Regions from separate parts of the Mus musculus genome. Here region 2 is linked to region 1. A link is a contact called in public promoter capture Hi-C data. All regions are on one chromosome and are shown on one strand. The core of a region is the stretch at or near the end of the contact, and the rest is flanking DNA. Distances in the headings are between cores, read along the strand shown. Region 1 overlaps Gm35714 (a long non-coding RNA gene). Region 2 holds the start of Mis18a (MIS18 kinetochore protein A).

Region 1 (4,331 bases), core at 1,310-3,809:
ACACAAGGACAACACAGAGAACACAAGGACAACACAGAGAACACAAGGACAACACAGAGAACACAAGGACAACACAGAGAACACAAAGACAACACAGAGAACACAAGGACAACACAGAGAACACAAGGACAACACAGAGAACACAAAGACAACACAGAGAACACAAGGACAACACAGAGAACACAAAGACAACACAGAGAACACAAGGGCAACACAGAGAACACAAGGACAACACAGAGAACACAAGGACAACACAGAGAACACAAGGACAACACAGAGAACACAAAGACAACACAGAGAACACAAGGGCAACACAGAGAACACAAGGACAACACAGAGAACACAAGGACAACACAGAGAACACAAGGACAACACAGAGAACACAAAGACAACACAGAGAACACAAGGGCAACACAGAGAACACAGGACAACACAGAGAACACAGGGACAACATAGAGAACACAGGACAACACAGAGAACACAGGACAACACAGAGAACACAAGGACAACACAGAGAACACAGGACAACACAGAGAACACAAGGACAACACAGAGAACACAAGGACAACACAACACAGCTCCTGCACTATGGCTCAGGGAACACTGTGGAAGAATATGGGAGAAGTGGAAGAAGGATTGTAAGAGCCAGAGGCATAGGATGTCTACCGTGAGATTTCACCTCCTAAAAATACCAGAAAAGCTACACCCATGAACATAGCTGCCTAAACAAGACCCGAACAAGGATGGCATCAACAGAGAGGCTAACACGGACCAGGGAGATCCCGTGGAGCCCCAACCCTAGACAAAGAACTACAGGCAACCTAACACATACCTTATACAGAAAAGGAGAGAATAAAGAGAAGAGAGGGTGCTGGCTCACCCCTTAGTCCCGGTACTTGGAAGGCTGCGGCATGAGGATTACTGTGAGGCCAGCCTGGGCTACATAGTGAGTTCCAGGGCTATAAAGCAAGCTCACTGAACCATCTTGCCACCCCTTCATTCGTTTTTTTTTTTTGTAGCGATGTGGTACTCCACTGTGAGACACGCTATAATTTATTCAAAAGACATTTTTACATATGGACACGGTTTAAAGAATTTTTGGAGTTACAAATTACATATAGTAGCTTATTTCAGGCCGATGTCTGCCTGTCCATCATCTATTGATCATTTTCATAGTTCCTAAGTATCTTGAAGCGAGAGTTCTGCTTTGTCATACCGTTTCGGATTCCTGGATTCCTTGTCTACTCTACAGACCTCATATTGTTTTGTATTCTCAAGACTAAGCACACAATGGCATTACCGTTCTGCTGGACAACAAGTGCAGTGTAACTGATCTAACCTCGGGGGTTTTCTCGTATGTGCAGAGCTGGCATTCACCGTGAAAATGCCCCCAGAGGCCTTAATTCCAACAAGGGGCTTTTTTTGGGCTTTGAGTATTATTCTTCAGGGAATATTCAATTCCTTTTCTTCCCCCCAGACAAGAGAAGTGGTTAGTCAGCTTACAGGAATGGGCTCTTCATGGCCACAGTCATCAAATGTGCCTCTACATAAGTGGGCAAGCAGTACACTTGTGCTGAACCATGGCATCTGCATGGAGCTGGCCACTTCTGTCTCAGTCCCCACAGCACCTCTTCCTGGAGGCACACAGATAATGTCTTCCCAGTAAGGAGGAAATGAGGAGATTCAGAGAGAGCAAAAGGCTTACCTGGAAAGTGGAAAATCCAAGACTAGAGTCACATGTTCAGAGTCCTAGCCCAAGACTAAAGACTTTGGGCACTGGTTCCCAAGATCTCTCTCATGTCTCATGACAGTAAGGGCCAGGGTTTCACTACTACTTCTACATTCAGTAGTTCACGACATGGCAGCAATTATATTTACAGTTATGATTTTTTTAAAAAACAAAAGGACAAAGATTGACAGCATCCAAGGAGGGAAAAACAGTTTCATATGCAAAGCTTCCCTGCGTCCTTAACCAGCGAAGTCTTAGGTGATATTGAATGTTTTTGGAAAAAATGTGTGACTGTGAGTGTGACAGAGTGCAGGGCAGGAGTGTGCCACAGTGTGAGTGTGACAGAGCACAGGGTAGAAGTGTACCACAGTATGACTGTGAGTGTGACAGTCTCAGGACAGGAGTGTGCCACAGTGTGACTGTGAGTGTGACAGTCTCAGGACAGGAGTGTGCCACAGTGTGACTGTGAGTGTGACAGAGTACAGGGCAGGAGTGTGCCACAGTGTGACTGTGAGTGTGACAGTCTCAGGGCAGGAGTATGCCACAGTGTGAGTGAGTGTGACAGGGCAGGAGTGTGCTACAGTGTGAGTGAGTGTGACAGGGCACAGGGCAGAAGTGTGCCACAGTTGAGTCTTATGGACATGGCAGCTGACCCATCGGTTGGTCTCCTCAGTTTTTAATCACTTCCGGGGTCAGGCTGATATTTCTTGTCCAAATCTCTCACCATAAATTAGACTATAGGGCATTACGCAAGGGCGTACAGCTAACAGCACTCTTATCAGACAGGTCATCCCAAGAGTCGAGATATGGTTTCCCAGGAGCTGAGGACAAAGGTTTAGAATTCTTTATTGCACAATCTACTCTCTCTGCAACCCACTGTTGTAAGTGTGTGCCCTGCGGGCCATCACATTGGATTTATGTGAGTTTCTGTGCCCACAGAAAGGGAAATCCAATTTGACTACAAAACATGACTGGGAAATAGAATGTGAACATCCCAGAAGGGGAAGACAAGGCACAGGGGACACATAGGTGAACTTTATGAAGACAGAAATGCAGTAAGTTCCAAGGACAGAGAAGTCACGTCTGGAGTTTTTCTCTGTGCTGTCCATGTAGAAGCAAAGTGCTGGTTGGAGCCCATTGATTGCTGGTTCCAGTCCTGTTCCTGACTGATTGCACAGAGGACACCTAGGGCAAGTTCGGGGTTGGGGGGGGGGGGGTTGGGGGGAGTCTGAAAAGCCAACCCAACTGTGGTGTCAAGCTGCATTCAGAGTGAGGGAACCTCACTCGGCTTGCAGCCTGTGCAGTCGGTGTGGGCTCACCCCTGTACTCACTTTCTTATCTTTGCTATATTGGTAGTGGGAAAGGACCGCACCACCACTAGGGCAAAGTTCAACAGGAAGGAAGCCAAGGCTTATCATCTGGAGGAGCAGGAGCGGGGGCGGGGCGGAGGTGGGCGGGGCGGAGATCGGAGGAAACGCTGGGGCCGTGTGGAGGGTTGGAGGAACTGGCAGTGGTGCGCTTTTGCCCCAACCTGGACTGACCTCAAGGAGGACCTGGCACGTTTCTCTTCTCCCTAGTTCTGAGCCTACCCTCTGCCCCTTTAAGATTTCAGTTCGCCTCTAATCTTCCAGGGAAAATCGCTGGGCTCTGGACCGCCTCCCAAAGACGCCTGTGTTAGCAGCCTGGTCACCAGAGGGTGGTGCTGTTGGGAGAACGGAGAAGATTGAGAAGGGAGACTCAGCCCTCAACCAGGCCCCAGACTGTACGGTGGAGGGTGGAGCGGAGGATACTTACAGGGCAGAGCAGCATTCGACTTAGGGTGTGGGGTAGGTGACTGGAGCTGCGTTAGTCATGATCTGTGTGTCTGTAACCAAGCTCTGTGGTTTGCCATGCGATACACAAGAGGAAAAGGCCCAGCGTGACGGCACACACCAGCAGTTCTAGCCCTTGGAGCTGGAGGTAGGAGGATCAACAGTTTGAGGCCAGCCTGGGCTACATGAGACAACAATTCAAACAAACAAACAAACTCCCTCTCCTCCAGCCAAGCAAGATGCCCAAGGGGAAGAAGGCCAAGGGGAAGAAGGTGATCCCCACCCCCCATCGTGAGGAAACAGAAGAGGTGGTCAATCCTTTGTTTGAGAAAAGGCCCAAGAACTTAGACAGGATATCCAGCCCAAAAGAGATCCAACACGCTTCACCAAATGGCCCCGCTACATCAGGCTGCAGCGGCAAAGAGCCATCCTCTATAAGCGACTCAAAGTACCTCCTGCCATTAACCAGTTCCCCCAGGCCCTGGACAGATGCCCTACTGCATCATCAAGGGAAAGGCCAGGCTGGGGCATCTGGTCCACAGGAAGACACGCACCACTGTTGCCTTCACACAGGTTAACTCGGAAGACAAGGGTGCTCTGGCTAAGATGGTGGAAGCTATTAAGACCAATTACAATGACAGATAGGATGAGATCTGCTGCCACTGGGGAGGCAACATCCTGGGTTCTAAGTCTGTGGCTCGCATTGCCAAGTGGAAAAGGCAAAGGCTAAAGAATTCGCCACTAAACTGGGTTAAACGCACACTAAGTTCTCTGTACATAAATATAATTAC
Region 2 (4,331 bases), core at 948-3,447, 530 kb after region 1:
AGTTCAACTCCCAGTACCCACAGTGCAGCTCACAACTGTCTGTAACTCCCAGTTCCAGAGGATCCAATGCCCTCTTCTGACCTTCCTAGGCACCAGGCACACACATGGTGAACATACATACATACTTGCAAAATACTCATACATAGAAAATAATAAATTTAAAAATATATGAAATTGAGATTTCCAAGCTTGAAATCAGCTACTTGCCAACAACATAATCTGTCACACCCATATCATCTTTATCAATGTCAATGCAATTTCCCTGCCAGTTTCTATAACACTTATATTCGAATATTACTAAAACCATTATTAAAACCTTCAAGTCAGTCCCACCTCTTGATTCTCTGATTGAGGTACTACCTGAACTAGTTTCTACACCTCAGCAAGACACGGCTCCTCTCTGGGGTAGCAAACATAAAAGGCAGAGCTTTCTACTCAGTCTGCTGAGGACAGCACTTGCCAACACTAGTTAGTAGTCAGCCGTGACAAGTTATCTGTCCCCTCGGCCCCAGCACATGGAACCTGGGACTAGTGACTTACAGCCACAGATGGCCTGTCTGCGTAGCCCAGTCAGCTGTGGGTGTGGGCTCTGTATTAGTATTTTCTGTCTGCCAGTACAAGGAAGAGACAGGCAGCACTGGGACAGGAATAGGACACTTTCAACTTGGAGATTTTAAGATAGATATTTTCTGCTTTACTTTCCATTTTCTTTGGCACCAAACTCAGAGCCCTAAAAATCAGTGTTAAATACACTTTCAGAATCTTAGAAACTCCCACTTTCCGATCTTAAGGGGCTATCACCATCAAATAATGGATCCTTTCTTCTTTTCAATGCATTCAATTACCATGAAAAGTTATATCTCAAGCAATCTCACAGAACGGTCGGTAGAAGATTTTTCCTTAAAATTAAAGTTTTCAGCCGGGCGTGGTGGCGCACGCCTTTAATCCCAGCACTCGGGAGGCAGAGGCAGGCTGATTTCTGAGTTCGAGGCCAGCCTGGTCTACAAAGTGAGTTCCAGGACAGGCAGGGCTATACAGAGAAACCCTGTCTCGAAAAACCAAAAATAAATAAATAAAATAAAATTTTCTCTCACATATTCACATAAATATCTTACTTACCAACCGTCTTCATCTCTGCACTTGGACAGTTTCGGTTCCTTATCCACAGAGACGTTACAGGAGACGCCTGGAAAGAGAGTCGCAACACTTTGTTAGTGTGGTTTGTTGTTACACACCTGCAGACAGGAACTTTTAACTCAACTTTAACTTGTATTTTAGAGGACTAGGGGAAAAAAAGAGCCCAAAGACTGGTGGGAAGTGGGGTACTCCCGTGGTTCAGCACTAAAGGGATGGGGGCCTTCTGGGAGAAGAGGTGGAACAAGGATTACTTCACATCCTTTTCTGAAAACCAGTGGGGTTAAGAGATAAACAAAATGACCCAGCGAAGAGCATTGGGACTCACCCAGTAAAGACATCGCCTACTCTGTGGCCATATACCATACACTTATTTAATCGTCCCCGTTATCCCATCATTATCCCTCGTTTTGGAGACGAGAAACTTGAGGCACAAGCAGTTGAACAGACTGCCCAAGGACACTAAGCTAAGTCCCCAAAGCAGCTGACAGAGTCCGTCAGATGTGAAAACACTCCCCTGAAGGAAGCACCTTCCTAAAACGTCAGGATGACGCTCAACCGCTGCCCTTGGGGGGCATGGAAGACCCAGGAAAAAACTTGTCACTCGTGAGCCACCCACAGGGACGCCTCTCCTGCGGTTTGCTGGGACAGCTCTCGTCCCCACCCCAGCCCCCGCAGCCCCAGGAAACCCCGACGCAGGAGGGCGGCCCGAACTGACTGCGCAACAGGATGCAGTTGGTGTCCTCCTGGCTGGCCACCCAGGTGAGCGAGTCGCCCAGTGGCCGGCGACAGCGGGCACAAAGGAACACCAGCGGGTTCTCCGCCGCGGCCGCCTTCTCCTCAGGCCGTTCCTTCTCTAGCCCTAACGCGTCTGCGCTCGACATGTTTGCCCACTTCTGCAGCCGCAGGTAGCGGCTCGAGTCTTCCGACAGACGCTTCTCCAGCAGGGGGGACTCGCTCGACATAGCCAGGCGGTTTTAACCACAAGCGGTCAAGGAACATCCCAGAGACCAGGAAGCAGCCATGACATACGAATTTGCCGCGCCCCGGAACCTCACGGGAATAATACCTCTGCGCATGCGCAAGGTGCAAGAGGCGGGGCACCGCCCGAAGGGGTGGGACCTGAAGAAGGGCCCGACTGCATCGAAGGCGCATGCTCGCCATCTGACCGGCGCGCGAGCCGCGCTCACTGCGCTTGCGTCCTGCGGTCTTCCTGAGCGAAAGCTGGTGAACTGGGGTGCTGGGGTGCTATCTGCGGGCATTTCAGCTCCTTCCGCCGCTGCTGAGAAAGTTGAAGGCTTCGAATTAAATGAGTAGCAGCTCACCTAGTTCCTCCACACTGTTAGCGGGCATGCCCGTGCTGGGTAAGCAGACCCATCTTCACGGAGCCGAAAGTGGACCCAGGAATTCCAAGCGGTGTACTGCAAGTCACATCTCTGATTCTAGCCCGTCTGCTCCCGGAGACCCGCTTTCCTACATCTAGAAAAAAACAGGGGTCTGTGGCGAGCCAAAGACGCCCCCTGCCTCAAGGACCCAGCGTTACTGAGACTAGCACTGCAAGGAAAAAATATGAGAAGCTGGAGGGGACAGCATCGCTGTGGCTACAGAGTGGGCGTGTGTCTGGGTCAGAGTATGGTTCACCCTACTCCAGGGCGGGAAGGACGGTCAGTCTAAAGAAAGTCAGCTTTTGATTTCAAAGACCACAGGCTAGAGGGAAGGCGCGCCACCACGAACAGCCTGGATGCATCAGTAAGAAACAACACGCAAAGACCACCATATCCCCCTCCCCCCCCCCCCCCCCCCCAGTCACACTACCCAGTTCGCTTCACTAAACTACATCACACTTACCACCTATTTTCGTATCTCTGGCCACTAGCAAAAAGTTTCAAATCCTAAGTCGTTGACCTGACCGAGGTGGTACCAGGCTGGAAACTAGAAAGGCTATTTTGCCTTCTCTGAATATGATTTTGACTTTCTGTTTTTTGAATCTTTTTTTTTTTTTTTTTGTCCAGGCTGCCCAGGAATTCATTATGTAGCTCACCCACAGTGATCCTCCTGCTTCAGCCTCCCACATGCTAGGATAACAGCCCAGCCCAGAGGCAAAGAAATGACTCCTTTTGGAACCTATTTCAACAAGTCCCTGAGGCGTATCGACCTTTAACCGCCAGGAATCCTGTGGTCCTGCTTGAGGTGTGCCAAGACGGAACGGAGCAAAGAATACCATAAACCAACAGACTTTGCAAATACACTGGAAGGTACACCAATAGGCAGATTACAGCAAAGCAGTGGGACCCTGCTGTAGACCCTGATGCTACCTGGCCATACTCTTAGCATTTTGGTTATAAGCTGGGGAATCTGTTTGTACACATTAAAGTATTTAACTAATAGTCAGAAGGATATGGCCACATACAAGGGAGGGGAGTAAATGACCACGGAGGGGACTCAAGGTAACCCCAAATTACTGGGCTTTGAACTTCCAACCTCTCCACATCACTGATGCTCTGATCCTCCAGCTAGCCATTGTAGTCTCTTCTTCTTTCCTGGAAATTTCCTTTAAAGTTCCAAGATCCCCAGTGGATGCAGGAAATAGCAGACGTTGCCAAACACTCTAGAACCAATGTTTTGTTTTGCTGAACTAGGTGTGGTGGGAAGGGAGGGGAAGGAAAAGACAGGAGAAAGGACAGATAGAGGAAGCAGGAGGAGAAATGAATGGATGAGGCCTTGAGCATCTTCCTGAACAGATTGTGGGTTCATTTTTATTTGCATGTATTTAAGGGGGAACATGAACATGCTGGAGGTCAGAGGACAACTTGAAGCCTCTTGTTTTCTTCCTGAGGATTGAACTTGGCCTTGCTACCGAGCGCCTCTGACCTCTGAGACATCACACCAGCCCGAGTTATGGATGTGCAGAACCACACAGGCAGCTGAGGGAAACGGGAAGCTAACAACCGCTGATCACGCTCACAGGCTGATCCTAATTGCTTGCACTGCCTAACGCTTGCACACCACAGTGACAATAAGATGTGATTGCAGGTCCCGGAAGCTGGTGGCTTACTTCCCTAGCTGGCAGGTTTGATTGCAGCTATTCAAAGACCATTTAGATGTGTGCATGTGTCTAGGATCCAAATGGTACCCAAGTCTGCCTTCCCTGACCAACCAGCACCAGGAGAAGGATACACTGTCCCCTCAGCCCCCAG

What was found. Promoter capture Hi-C pulls out the DNA fragments that hold promoters and counts their contacts.
Region 2: a contact with region 1 is called in a promoter capture Hi-C map of liver, with 2.1 times the contacts expected there. The contact joins the promoter of Mis18a here to the enhancer-like site in region 1. A contact is called at or near these places in 10 of 39 promoter capture datasets (the 3T3-L1 cell line, 3T3-L1-derived adipocytes, the C10 cell line and 5 more) and 6 of 484 Hi-C or Micro-C datasets (the G1E-ER4 cell line, the N1E-115 cell line, brown adipocytes and 1 more).

The regions. Positions count from the first base shown.
Region 1 is chr16:90,194,367-90,198,697 of GRCm38.p6, forward strand. It overlaps Gm35714 (a long non-coding RNA gene), which reads right to left. Exons shown (of 3, transcript XR_003951898.1): 2 at 3,524-3,682; 3 at 2,947-3,431. Among named protein-coding and RNA genes, the nearest start is that of Gm35714, 7.3 kb to the right of the region's middle. Within about 2 kb of position 2,560, at least 40 of the 459 cell types and tissues checked have an H3K27ac peak or open chromatin away from gene starts, as enhancers often do. A contact at or near this core is called in liver, where this site is marked.
Region 2 is chr16:90,725,174-90,729,504 of GRCm38.p6, forward strand. Mis18a (MIS18 kinetochore protein A) reads right to left here and starts at 2,198. Exons shown (of 5, transcript NM_025642.1): 1 at 1,853-2,198; 2 at 1,120-1,186. The coding sequence starts at 2,099. It overlaps Gm17518 (a long non-coding RNA gene), which reads left to right and starts at 2,247. Exons shown (of 2, transcript XR_876238.3): 1 at 2,247-2,498; 2 at 3,147-4,331.